Regions from separate parts of the Mus musculus genome. Here regions 1, 2 and 4 are each linked to region 3. A link is a contact called in public Hi-C and HiCAR-type data. All regions are on one chromosome and are shown on one strand. Each heading gives the region's core, a stretch centred on a gene start, on an enhancer-like site or on the middle of the called end of the contact. The rest is flanking DNA. Distances are from core to core; before and after follow the strand shown. Region 1 overlaps Gm46414 (a long non-coding RNA gene). Region 2 holds the start of S1pr3 (sphingosine-1-phosphate receptor 3). Region 3 has its middle 32 kb from the start of Gm32613. Region 4 overlaps Gm46414 (a long non-coding RNA gene).

Region 1 (2,905 bases), core at 269-2,768, 290 kb after region 3:
AGGAATAGGAAAAGGGCAAGGGGAAAACACACACACACACACACACACACACACACACACACACATCAGCCTAATAAATCAATGCAAGATAGAGCAGCTGCAGCAATGCTGAGTTATTTTGAATAATCCTCTGGCTCCCAGGACTCTCTTCTGCTCATCTAGCTTGAGATCCATCTGCATCCCACTAGAGATGGTGTTTGTATTTTCAGACTGTCCCTTGACTTAGAGCCATCAGGCCAGAGCCTCAGCCTGCTCTTAGGAACCTTATGAACCCTTGGTGGGAGTATTAAAGTTATTTAAGTCCCCATGTCTCACTCTGAAGGCTCAGTTTGTGTTTTGTTTGTCCTCAGTCTATCTGAGTCAGAGGTGAGATGTGGTGCCCTCTCCCCCAGGACTTGTGTGGGTGGCTGGCTGGTCAATCTTGAGTTGGGCAGGCCGTCCTGGGAACCTTCTCCCACCCGCTGAGCTCAGAAGCTAAAGCAGGGACAGCTGGCTTCAGAGGGCCTCCAGCTGGCCCTTCTCATAGAGTGCAGCTCATCTGGCCTTTGATGCCACTGAGCTGTGCCAGGTACAGGGAACACACTCAGCCTGCACAGGGTGTGTCTGATTCCCTCGCCACCATTACAGCAGTGTCCTGCTTGGGCTCCTGCCACCCAGGAGAACAGCCAGGGCCAGCTCTCTATGCCTCTTTTGGAGCAGCCTTGCCTTGAGGTCACAGGGGCAACAGCACCCCCTCCCTACACACACACACACACACACACACACACACACACACACACACACTGAATGAATGACTGACTGACTGAGAAAGAACATCCCAAAGACTCTGCCTCACTTCTGGTCTTACACCTCTCTACAAGGCTGGCTTATGTGCCAACCAGTTCTCTCCAAATGACAGGACCATTTTAAACCAATTCCTGTAAGGCACCCTACTGTACCTTAATTTTTTTTAAAACATCTTTTCATCTCCGGAATTATTTTTGACTGAAAGACATACACAGCAATAGGACCTATAATTTTCTTTAGTTAACAAGATAACAAACTCCATGAAAACACTAGGCGATGGTCACGTAGGGCTTTTCCTACCTGAAGCCCCCTGGTTCCCCCACACACACAGAGCATTGTCTCCTCACTAGCTCTGAGGACAGAGCTTCTAGGTCCACCAAATGACTCAGTCATCCTATTTAAACAGTCCCCCATTCTGATGACACTCTCTGGGGTCCCCATGAGCACATTCCCCTACAATATGGGTCAGGTTTTTATATTTGGATGGAAATGGGCAGTGTCCTGTTTGCAGCAGGGAGTTTGCAGATAGGCAGCCCCTACCCCTTTCCAAGTTGATTCATTTTCCAAGCTACAAGGAAATCCCACTGCATGCTCCCCGCCCCTACGGTTTGTTCTCTGTAAATGCGGTTTTAATTAGGAGCAATGAATTCTGCAGACTCATGTCTCAGGCCTTTCCCCCAGGCATCCACTGTCTTCCCGCCCCCATGCTGGCCACAGAATGCACCAGGTCCCAAGGCAAGCTGCCTGTCAGGCCTCCTCAGGCAGCAGCTGCAACTGATTAGAGCTCTGCTGTGGGCCCTGTTTTATTTATGACCCACCTCTCCCTTCTCAAAAATCCATCAGGGCACACTCATGGAAGTAAAATTAGAGGCCCGGTCAGGGCTGGAGTTGGGAAATGCACTTTACCCTTCTTTTCAGGACATTAGTGGCTATGGCAGCGTGCTGCAGAGGGGACAGGCTGGGGGAGTGGCCCTGCTGTAGTCCCTGTGATCCTCTTGTGTGCTAAGCAGGGTTGCTTTTAGACTTCCATTGTCTGCTCCGTGCCTCCTTGAAAGTCACACTCTTCCCCCAACCTCCTTATGACGCTGGCTGTACCTTAATTGTCAGAAGATATCTCAGCTCTGCTTTCTGCCTTCCAACTGGGCTTATCTGCGCTTGGGGATATCTGTTGTTAATAAGCCAGTTAAAAGCCTTTGCTCATAGCCATATTCTGACATTTTTTTTTTCTAATGGATGAGACTTTTTCTCAGTCATACTGAAACACACCACCCCCACCCCAGCACACTCCTCAGAACTTTAGCAATCCTGGCCTGTCACCCCAGAGAAGGGGGTGTCTAAATCCTTTCATTTCTCAGTGGTCTGGCCCAGAGCTATCCCCCACCCCCAGTCTCTCTGATTCTTAGATAATGTGTCGCCTTGATTCCCAGTATGATGGCATATAAGATGAAACCTCATTTTTTTTTTTATTCCTCTCAGGAGAACCACATTTGTCTTTGAGAGTTTTTGGCTAGCAATTAAAACAGAAAGAGCTGCCTGGTCAAGGGCTTTGTGGGAAAGACTGTCTTAGCTAGAGTGCTCTTTCCCATGGTGACTGGGAACGCGGTTTCTAATCAGGACTCCCTCTCAGACACGAGTGGTCCTCACTCACATTCAAGAGGCTTGTGTGTGCACACATTCAAACAGAAAGACAGGAAGATTTGCTGCAGCTTAGAGAAATCGTGAGGGAGGAAACTTAGGAGGAACTGAGAATGTTTGGGTGAGCCACGAGGAGACAGAAGAGAGAAGCGGAGAAATGAGGTGGCCTTGTTCTCCAGCATTGCTGCGTCATCTCCAAAGAACACGGGGCAGTTGCTACCTGCTCTGAGGAACGTGGGTAACTGGAATTATGATCACTCAAATGCGACCTTTCTGAAGTCCTCAGTTCGCTCAGGGAAGAAGGGGGCTGTGCACTCCACACAGCCAATCCTCACGGGGCAGGTGTCCCAGCTGGAAGAGAAAGAGGCTCAGGCCTCCACCTCAGGAGGGCAACAGCTAAACCTGACACATCACCTACAGCACCAAGGCAGGGAAATGCCAGCAGGGTCTCTCTCTCTCCTCTCTCTCTCTCTCTCTCTCTCTC
Region 2 (3,140 bases), core at 187-2,686, 390 kb after region 3:
GGAGGGAAAAGAAACCTCATTGAAAGACAGGTTTCAGGGATACCACAGGGATGCTGTGGGTGGAATCACTCTTAGGAAAGACTGTCATTAGCAGTAAGAGCCCTGGTACCTCTCAGGCTGTGGGAGTCTGGTGTCTGAGGCTGGAGGAGCTGTCATAGAGAGACTCAGGGTCACCCTCTTCTATCCAGAGGACCATTTACCCGGGGAATGGAGAGACAGATGCTGTATAAAACACACCTCCAGCAGCCGGGGCAGTGATGGTGACACAGTGAGAAACAGCTAGAGCACCAGGCCTTTTTGTGGGGTTAGACATAGCGACCAAGAAACTGTTGTTACCCTGGCCTCAGGAAGTGGCTGCAGAAACAGCTACAGAAGCATCTTCAACTGTGGCCACCTCTGCTTTCTTTAACTGGATGCTGTAGGAGTCAAGTATACAGAGACACGCCCATTCTCACTGCACTTGGGGAGAGAACTAGCTTTCCCCAGCTGTGTCCAAGACACTAGGCAAATTTGGGAGGCTAGGCAGTAGGACCAGAGCTCAGGAGAATCGCGCTGCTACTGAGCAGCCAAGGCAGCTGGAGCTCTGCAGCCTGGCTCCTGTGACCCGGAGGGCTTGTGCGTCTCACCAGACAACAGAGAAGGCCAAGACCGGCCAAGAGCTGCCTTTACATGCCAGATGAATCCCAAGAAAGCGGTAAATTCATCTTCTGTAGGCAAGAAAGCCCCAGAGAAAAGGTAGCAGGGACCTGGAACCCTGCCTGCTCGGGAATTTAGCTGCGGTCTGCTTCCTCTCCCCTCTCCTTCCCCAAGCTGGTCTGGAGATCTTTTGCATTTCCTTTGTAACTGACAATTGTGCCTGCGGTTCCCCCCAAAGATTCTCATTTCTCCCCACATGGCCGGTGAGGCTTGCCCAGAGCGCAGGAGTAGACTGGGTACAGTTAACTAAGGTAGACAAGACACAGGAGTCAGGACCTGAAATGCACAAGAGGCTGGGGTCCCTGCCTTCAGCTCCGAAAGGGATGGGGGCAGGGGCAGGAGTCCAAAGGGGCAGGGGGCTTAGCTTACCAGCTCAAGCTGGTAGTCGGTTGATTTCAGGTTAAAGATAGTATAGTTAACACTGGTCACCTCAAGGTGAGTAACAGTATTAATAAGAATCCGCTCAAATCCTTCTGGACACTTAGGTAGATATCTACCCAAGCCCAGTTCTGCACCCGGTTAGGTATCTGCAGCTGCTGGGTTCTGGAGCACTTAAAATTAGCAGGATAGACGCAGAACCTTGGAGTCAGAGTATAGGTTTGGGGGTGGGGGTAGATGATCGGCAGAGGAATAGGGGCAGAGGGATACAGAGGGTTGAAGAGCCCCAGCCCGAGTCCCAGAGTCCAGACAGCGCGGATGCAGAGAAGTAATCCAGAGACTGGGCGGGGACGTAGCCCGAGGCGGGGACGTGGCTGGGAACCAGGGCGTATCTGGGGACCAGCCCGCGAAGCTCTGAAGCTTGGGTTAGGGGCGGCAGGAGGCGGGGTGAGTTTGGGCCCCGCCCCGGAGGGCAGTGGCAAAAGTTTGCCTTCGGATTCTCTGGGGCAGAGTCTGGGAGAACAAGTTCAGGGGCAGGCGACAAGGTCCGGGTGCTGAGCAAGGTGGCTGGACAAGCCTAGCGGGAGAGAAACCTGAGGCCACGAGCGACCTCCGGAGGAGCCCCTAGACGGGAGTCTTAGCTGAGACACGGCAGCATGCAACCAGCCCAGATGCGCCTTGCAGAACGAGGTGAGCGGCGGGACCGGATCCCGGGGTTGCACAGACCAGAGTCGCGGGTTGAGCGCCTGGGGGTTCACCCGAACCCCCTTTTTGGATAAAATTTCAACCAAGTCGGGGCACCAGAGTGACTTGGGCTCGCGAGTGCCTCGCTTCGGCCACCCCCTCCTGTTCATATCCCGGAGAACAGGACATAACCGCCTGTTGGAGCTGGTGGAGAGGTATAGGGTTCCTTTAAATAACAACCAGGGCTTTCTAAATGTGTTTGTAAACTCGGAGCAGAGTGAGCAGGCTGTCCAAGGGAAAGATTCTTGCTTTACTTGGCTAATTAAGAAGTTAGACAATCTTAGGAGAAGAAAACCTGGGCACTGGGAACGGCTGTGGGTTTTCCCTCTGGGAGAAAGCAAATGATTCTTTTAAGTTTTATTAGTGACAAAATTCCAGTTTTCTTAGCACTTCTCAAACTAGGCAATTAGGAGTGTCAGGCCTGGAGCTAGAAGACAAGGTGCCAGCAAAGTGATAATGAGAGAGAAGATTGGTGTGTCATATGTTCTTAACTGAAATAGAAGAAAGGGAAGGGTGACCATTAACCATGTGCCTGTACATGGTCTCTGCGTCCCTGTCTCTCCAGCCTTTAACAATCCTGACACCATGTTCCTTAGATTTGATGTAAAAGGGGGTTTCTCGTCAGCTGTTTAAAGGGAATCCTTTGCTTTAAACAAACACCTCTTCTTCTTGACACCCCCTCCTCCAAAGCCTCCAGAGTCACTCATTCTAAGGTCTGCAGCCAGAAGTCTCTGGTATTGCATATCACCACCTACAAAAATGTATCTATTCAAAGTTCCATCCTTTATAGACGAAAACCAAGCAGACAGGGAGGGCCAAGAGAATATAATTCCTAGAAAGTGGAGCAAGGGGTTGCATACCTCAGGTAAAGGCCTGGCAAGTTGTGGCTGTGGTCAGGGCTGTTTGGTTGAGGTGGTGGTGGTGGTGGTGGTGGTGGTGGTGGTGGTGGTGGTGGTGGTGGTGGTGGTGGTGGTGTGTGTGCCTGTGCGCAGGCGCTCTGTTTGGGTAGCTGTGGAGGAATCTAGATCTGTAAGCTTCTTAAGGGGGTGCAGAGCTCAGTGCTTGGGGGAGTATTGTGTGGCCATATACCTTCACATCAGATCTTTCCATCAGCAGACTGGCAGATGCTCTCATCTGGTCAGTGTCAGTCTGCCCACATACATCAGAGCTTGCCCTTAGGAAGCCCCCACTGGCATTTGGGGAGATTGACGTCATAACCACTTAGCATTTCCCCGAAGCCATTTGCTCTTTACACACACACACACACACACACACACAGCTACACACATACAAACACACACACACACACATGCATGCACATG
Region 3 (2,875 bases), core at 190-2,689:
GGGTGCACCGCTCAATATGGAAATGTTTGTGATTTAAAGCAGTAGGCAAATAATAGATTTAAGTCTGCTCAGAGTGGTGTGGGCTGTAAAGCTGAGAAAACAAACGCAAGAAGACTCTCCTCGGGGAAAGCTTGCAGCTAGCTACCTCAGATGGTCAGTTCCAACTGGAAAAACCTCACCCAGTACATCCCAAATGGAGCCATAGTCCCCTAAGTACCAGCCCTTGCTCCAACCTGGGTATTTCAGTGGCTTCTGATGTAGGAGGAGGGTGACCCCGGGGTTTCTGCCCAAAGCTCATGCTCCCTGTAATAGCACTGTCTGGGAAACAGCACCCCACAAGGAAAGGCTGGGAAGGACTGGAGGGTTCTGGGGACCCAGGAAGGGAAGTGTGGCTGGCTGCAGATCAAGAGGGTTCCCATCTGCCTGCAGTTCAGGAGTTCCTCCGTAAAGGTCAGTAGGAACAGTGGAGAAGGCAATCTAGCAGCCCTACACATCAAACAATGCAGCTGGCTGTTTACAAGACCCCACAGGAACCCCTGGTGGGACGGCCTATCCAGTGTGTTCAGAATCACAATTACACAAAGAAATCAAGGCCAGATTTTCCTTTATTAACTTCAGTGTGCACAGAACACAGTTTAGCCATGTAAAGCCTTGGGTCCTCCCCAAGTACAGTCAGGCAGCTTGAATGGCTTTGGGACGCTTCCTAAGTCACCAGAACAAGCTTGTTGTCGCTCAACTTGTAGCGGAATGTAGCACCCCGATTGAAAAGATCTCCTGTCACTCTGTCTTGCTTCCTTAGGGCTGGCTACCAAAAAGCTAGCTCTCCAGCCCTTGGCCCAGGTCCTTCCCGGTGGCAACTGAGGAACTTTCCTGTTTCTAAATTTCCTGCCGCAATTGAGCTCCGCCAGCTTCGAGGGATGCCCAGAAGCCAGGCTTAGCGGATGGATTCCCTGAAAGGCAGGAAATGGGAGCCAGGCTCTCTCCAGGCTCTCTGGGGCTTAGTTTGCCTTCTCTGGCACTTGAAAGGATGAGGTCATTGCTGTGACTGAGTGGTGGAGAAAAGCAGAGAAACAGAGACCAACCACTCAGCTCTGAGAAAGCACTGGGAAAGCCAAGGTTTTAATCAGGGGCCTTAAATCAGTCATTCATGTTTAGACGCTGCTGAGTTCCCATGGCATGGTTTCCGGATCTAACCTCAGTTTTAAAGCCTAAGTTTGGCTTGTCAGTGAGAATGCCAAGCACACCCAAGCTTTGTAATAAGAGCCCCGAAAAGGAAATCCTCGAAAAAGGAAACATTTAAATCATGCTTCTCTTGGGTAATTTTGTGAAACAACAAGAACCAACGCAAAAACTCAAAACTTCTATTGATAGAGATTCAAGGCCATCTGTGGCTTTGAGGACAGTTCCCGACCAGCCTGAACTAGAATGAGCCGCCCTGAAGCCTGAATCCTCTGTGTCTCAGACGGGATCAGGATCATCCGGGACTCAGTGAGGCCTGGCCTAGCGCTCAAGAGCAGGGACCCTGACTTGGTGTTTCCTTGTTCGCACGACACAGAACAGCTCTTCAGAAGGACAGCTAAACCATCCCTGACAGCCGGAGAGTTAGAGAGAGGGTGGCTGTCACTGAGACAGCCCTCTGCTCTCTGCCCTCTACCCCCTAGGTCTTGCCCGGCAAATGTCAAGCGCCAGCGTTTTACGTATTGGCCTGCCAGACTTCATGGAGCTTTCCCTGGTCCCCATGGGTGCAGTGGGGTTGTGTTTTGATGTATTATTGTTAATGTATGTGTGTGAGAGAGGGAGACAGAGAGATAAAGAGACAGAGATAGAGACCGAGAGGCAGAGACAGAGAGATAAGAGAGATGTGTGTGCGTTCAGGCACATGCACACCATCTGGGATGTGGGGGAGTCACAGGACGACTTGCTTGCAGTTGGTTCTCTCTTTCAACGCTCTTGAGACTAAACCGGAGCTCTGAGCTCTCCAGCGTATGCCATTGTTGCTGTTGTTTGCCACGCCGCCACCGCCTGCTTTCTCCAAGCTGGCCTGCAAGCTGCTTCTTCACCCTCCTGTCTTGACCTCCCATCTGTCCACAGGAGTGGTGCGCTCCACCACATCTGGCTTTTATGTGAAGTCCAGAGATCTCACAGTACAGTTTTTATTAGTTTCTTTCTTTTCTTTTTTTAAGTTTTTATTTTATAGTTTTGTTTTGTTTTGTTTTGTTTTTGGCAGTTCTAGGTTGATCACAAAGTGAAACAAAAGTAGAGTTCTCCCTTAACCCATAACCTTCCCCATTCCCAACATCTCCACCAGCACGGCGCACTTGTTACAACTGATGGGCCTTCATGGCCACTCCTTATTACTCAAGTCACAGTTTACTTCAGTGTCCCGTGAGAGGCTTTTCTGGGGAGACAACACACATCCCTTACTCACCCAGAAAGGGAATCCACAACAGGCAAAAGTAACAATTGCCCCAAAGTGCAATTCTGTGAACCACTGAGTGTTTACTGGGGTCAGAACAGGCTGTGTGGGTGAGGGGTTGCTTACGGAGACAACAACAACTCAAAAGTGGGCACTGATCAAAACTCCCCAGACTGTCTTGAGCTCTCCTCAGGCAATGGAAAGATCTCTCCACAGCTTGCTTGTCAAGAGTCTCTTTCCCCATCGGATGTTTACTCCTGTAAAGCTGGGAGAAACCTTGAGAATCTTCCCAGATGCTACCTTCCAGGACTTGTAACATTTTGTTCAACTCTGGAGTCTCTGGAGCCTCCCTCTCTCCTGCAGACAATGTTTCTGTTAGGAGGGCACGGATCAACAAGAGGTGGACTTCGGTGGGCCTAATTCTATTAAACAACAGTTTCCCTGCCTGAAAAAGTCTCC
Region 4 (3,372 bases), core at 384-2,883, 310 kb after region 3:
GGATGGAGCTCAGTGATGTGTGTATGCATGTGCATATATAGGTATGCACATGCGCACACACATGTGTGTGGAGGCCAGAGGTCAGCCTTGGGAATCGTCTCCTATCTTTCTTCACTTTAGTTTTTGAGACACGGCCTTCATTGAACCTGGAGGTCCCTGATTTAGTTAGGCTGGATGGCCGGTGAGCTTCAGGGATCCTTCAGTCTCTACACTCCCAATACTGGGATGATAGACGTGTTCCACTCACTGCACCAGGCTTTTACATGCGTGCTGGCGATCCAGCTTTCCTGGGAAAGCACTTTGCCTATCTCCTCAGATCTCTCAATGCTGTCAGTTCATCCAGCATTGTCCTTTTTTTTTTTTGGACTCTGATCACACAAGGTATAGATGACGGGTACACTCCTTCCCTCGGGACTTACCCTGGGTAGGCATGGGCAACAGCATACCTGACTCCACATGTGCACCACGAGACAATGCTACACACTGACATATGGTCCATGGAGCAAACCAGCATCCGATAGAGCTCATTGTGATTGCTCTAACCGGGAGCCTGGGAGCAGGGGATGCTCTCCTGGATCTCAGATGTCAAGTACGAGCACACACTAGAGAGACTTGCAAGTTGTGTCAGAAGACAGGGCTCCTTAAAAAGTGGTTGGATGGGCCAGGAGTATTACTCTGGGCAACAGCTACTTTCACACTATACTATAGTTCCGAAAAATTCTGAAAAAGAGGTGGGCATGGATTTTTTAAAAAAAAAATTAAAACGAAAAGATTATGGAATATTTTAATAACCAAGAATGAGAGATGGGGGAAAAGACTAAAATCTTGCTATTTGCAGCCACATGGATGGGGTCTGGAAAACATTATATCCATTGAAATAAGCTCAACACAGAAAGGGACCAAAACGGCATGATCTCACTCATGTGGAATCTAAAAATGCTGACCTCAGAGAAGCAGAGAACAGCATTTGCCAGGAGATGTGGAGGGAAGCGGGCAGGACATGGGAAGGCAGGTTCACGGTTCAAGGTCACAGTTAGAAGCAGCAGTGATTCTAGTGTCTTAGCACACGGTAGGGACGTTCCAGCTATGAGACTATTATTATATGTTTAAAAGTATCGGGAAGAGAAGATTTCAAGTGTACACACACACACACACACACACACACACACACACGAGTGCATGTTTAAAGAGACAGAAAACCCAAGTCCCTGCATGGATCAAAACATCATACAGAACCTCATAAAGGCGTATGATTTTTATGTGTCAAATAAAAATGTAAAATAAAAGACTATAAAAGACTTGTGGAAGTGGGTCTTTTATTCTTTTTCCTCTGGGATCTCCTGTGTGACTAGGGAGCAAGGCTGAGCTAGTAAGTTTCTGTTCCTTTTTACTCTTTTAATCATGTGTATGTGTGCTTGTGTTGTGCTTGTGTGTGTGGGGTTCATGTGTATGCGTGCTCATGTATGTGAACAGAAGGCAGAGGACAAGCTCTGCTGTTGGTCATGTGCACTGTTGGCCATGTCTGTCTGCTGTTGGTCATGTCTGCTGTTGGTCATGTCTACTGTTGGTCACATCTGTCTGCTGTTGGTCATGTCTGCTGTTAGTCATATCTGTCTGCTGTTGTTCATGTCTGTCTGTTGTTGGTCATGTGTGCTGTTGGTCATGTCTGCTGTTGGTCATGTCTGCTATTGGTCATGTCTGCTGTTGGTCATGTCCTTTCATTTTGTCTCAGCCAGTCTTTCACTCTGCTTGTTGCAGGCCATCTGGTTCTGTCTCCCATCTCACAGAGAGAGAGCTCTGGAATTACAGATGTGCACTACAAAGATGTCTGTATGTAAGTGGGTTCTGGTTATCCAAACTCAAGTCCTTGTGCGACAAGGTCTTTACCCACCAAGCCATCTCCACAGCCCCAGCTTCGGTCCCTAATAAGTTAATAATATAATAAGACTGTTAATAGCCTGGATGAGAATAACAAAGGAGCGGTACCCCTGAGATCGCAAGGAAGAGCAATCAACCAGGAGCACGTCATTCCAGAATCCACCACAGATACTAAGCAAGCATGATGGTGAATCAAGATATTTCAGGCATGCAGGGACTCAGCCTTTCTGTGGAAGTTCCTAAGGATGTAGTCATCGAAAATAGAGGGCCAAGGCAAGCACACTCTCCCAGGAGAGCTGGGTGGGGAACTTCCAGAATGGAGCAGTCATCCAAGACCAACCTGGAGGAGGGAAGGAAGGATTCCAGCAAGGGTGGGCTCAATGGAGTCTGGAGGCCGAGTGAGGCTTCTGACTGCACTGTTAGGTTAAAAAGATAGGAAAGCAACCCCAGAGAACCAGACCCCTCCAAAGCGGGGAGGGGTACTAAGCCCTGACTGTACCAGCTGTATAAGGAGGTACTGTGCCCACACTTCAAGGTGGAGGAAAGAGAAGGGAGAGAGGCTCAGATAGCTAACTTCTCAGCTGCCACACTTTACGTAAGATCAGGACTTGGATGGGTCAGAGCCAATGCAAGCTCGTGATTTAGAGACGGGATGACGGGTACTCAAAGGAGCATGTAAGAAGTTGGGGAGTGGGGCTGAGGAGATGGTTCATCTGCCTCCTGAGAGCATGAGGAGCTGAATCAGAACCCACAAGATCCATGAAAAGAGCCATGCATGGCTGCATTGCCTGCAACCCAGGGGTTCTCAACCTGTGGGTCGCACCCGCAACCCCTTTGGGAGTTAAATGACTTGTTCGAAGGGTTGTTTAAGACCATCAGAAAACAGATATTCGCATGATGGCTCATAACAGTAGCAACATTACAGTTTTGAGGTGGCAATGAAGTAACTTTATGGTTGGGGGGTGGGGTCACTAACTGTAAAGGAACTAGACTAAAGGGTCACAGCGTTAGGAAGGTTGAGAGCCACTGCTATAACCCAAATACTATGAGGTAAAGACAAGTGGATCCTGAGAGCTCACTGGCCTGCCATGCAAAAACTCAAGCTTCCAGTTCCGTGACAAGCCCTGTCTTAGGGTGACAAGGCCATGCACAGGTGTGCTTCTATGGCTTCTGTATGCTCACACACTGTTGCACTCACTGCATGCTTCTTTACACACACATGTACATGTATGTTGAACAGTGGAAGACATGACAGATTTCTCTGGGTTTTTCTTCTCACTGAATGAAAATATGGAGGTTCCCTTGTTTAAAACATTTTAAAATCCTTAAGCTTTAACGTACAATCTTTCTGCAGTACTTTACTTCAGAAACTAAGGCGCTGTCTGCCCTCTCCAAATCAACCCTTCCTCAGGCCCACACGGTCATTCAGACACTCAGGCAATTTGTCTAAGTACCACATGAAACATTGCGTTAGTTTCCAAATCATCACGTCTC

What was found. A called contact is a pair of places that touch in the nucleus more often than the background predicts. HiCAR-type assays count read pairs that join an accessible place to other places.
Region 1: a contact with region 3 is called in a Hi-C map of uterus, with 4 times the contacts expected there. The contact joins two enhancer-like sites. A contact is called at or near these places in 2 of 484 Hi-C or Micro-C datasets (muscle stem cells and uterus) and 1 of 9 other capture datasets (embryonic stem cells).
Region 2: a HiCAR-type map of astrocytes shows a contact between it and region 3, with 3 times the contacts expected there. The contact joins the promoter of S1pr3 here to the enhancer-like site in region 3. A contact is called at or near these places in 12 of 39 promoter capture datasets (cranial neural crest, embryonic stem cells, frontonasal cranial neural crest and 6 more), 9 of 484 Hi-C or Micro-C datasets (CD4 T cells, cerebral cortex, embryonic fibroblasts and 5 more), 15 of 115 datasets of contacts at active chromatin or transcription factors (the NIH/3T3 cell line, Th17 cells, astrocytes and 9 more) and 3 of 9 other capture datasets (embryonic stem cells, liver and macrophages).
Region 4: a contact with region 3 is called in a Hi-C map of embryonic fibroblasts, with 1.9 times the contacts expected there. The contact joins two enhancer-like sites. A contact is called at or near these places in 2 of 484 Hi-C or Micro-C datasets (adipose-derived mesenchymal stem cells and embryonic fibroblasts).

The regions. Positions count from the first base shown.
Region 1 is chr13:51,313,158-51,316,062 of GRCm38.p6, forward strand. The region is part of intron 2 of Gm46414 (a long non-coding RNA gene); the gene reads left to right. Among named protein-coding and RNA genes, the nearest start is that of S1pr3, 94 kb to the right of the region's middle. Within about 2 kb of position 1,519, at least 178 of the 459 cell types and tissues checked have an H3K27ac peak or open chromatin away from gene starts, as enhancers often do. A contact at or near this core is called in muscle stem cells and uterus, where this site is marked.
Region 2 is chr13:51,407,182-51,410,321 of GRCm38.p6, forward strand. It overlaps S1pr3 (sphingosine-1-phosphate receptor 3), which reads left to right and starts at 1,437. Exons shown (of 2, transcript NM_010101.4): 1 at 1,437-1,764. The region is part of intron 1 of Gm32834 (a long non-coding RNA gene); the gene reads right to left.
Region 3 is chr13:51,022,017-51,024,891 of GRCm38.p6, forward strand. No RefSeq gene overlaps it. Among named protein-coding and RNA genes, the nearest start is that of Gm32613, 32 kb to the left of the region's middle. Within about 2 kb of position 1,440, at least 74 of the 459 cell types and tissues checked have an H3K27ac peak or open chromatin away from gene starts, as enhancers often do. A contact at or near this core is called in astrocytes, cerebral cortex, craniofacial prominence and 8 more, where this site is marked.
Region 4 is chr13:51,331,533-51,334,904 of GRCm38.p6, forward strand. The region is part of intron 2 of Gm46414 (a long non-coding RNA gene); the gene reads left to right. Among named protein-coding and RNA genes, the nearest start is that of S1pr3, 75 kb to the right of the region's middle. Within about 2 kb of position 1,634, at least 43 of the 459 cell types and tissues checked have an H3K27ac peak or open chromatin away from gene starts, as enhancers often do. A contact at or near this core is called in embryonic fibroblasts, where this site is marked.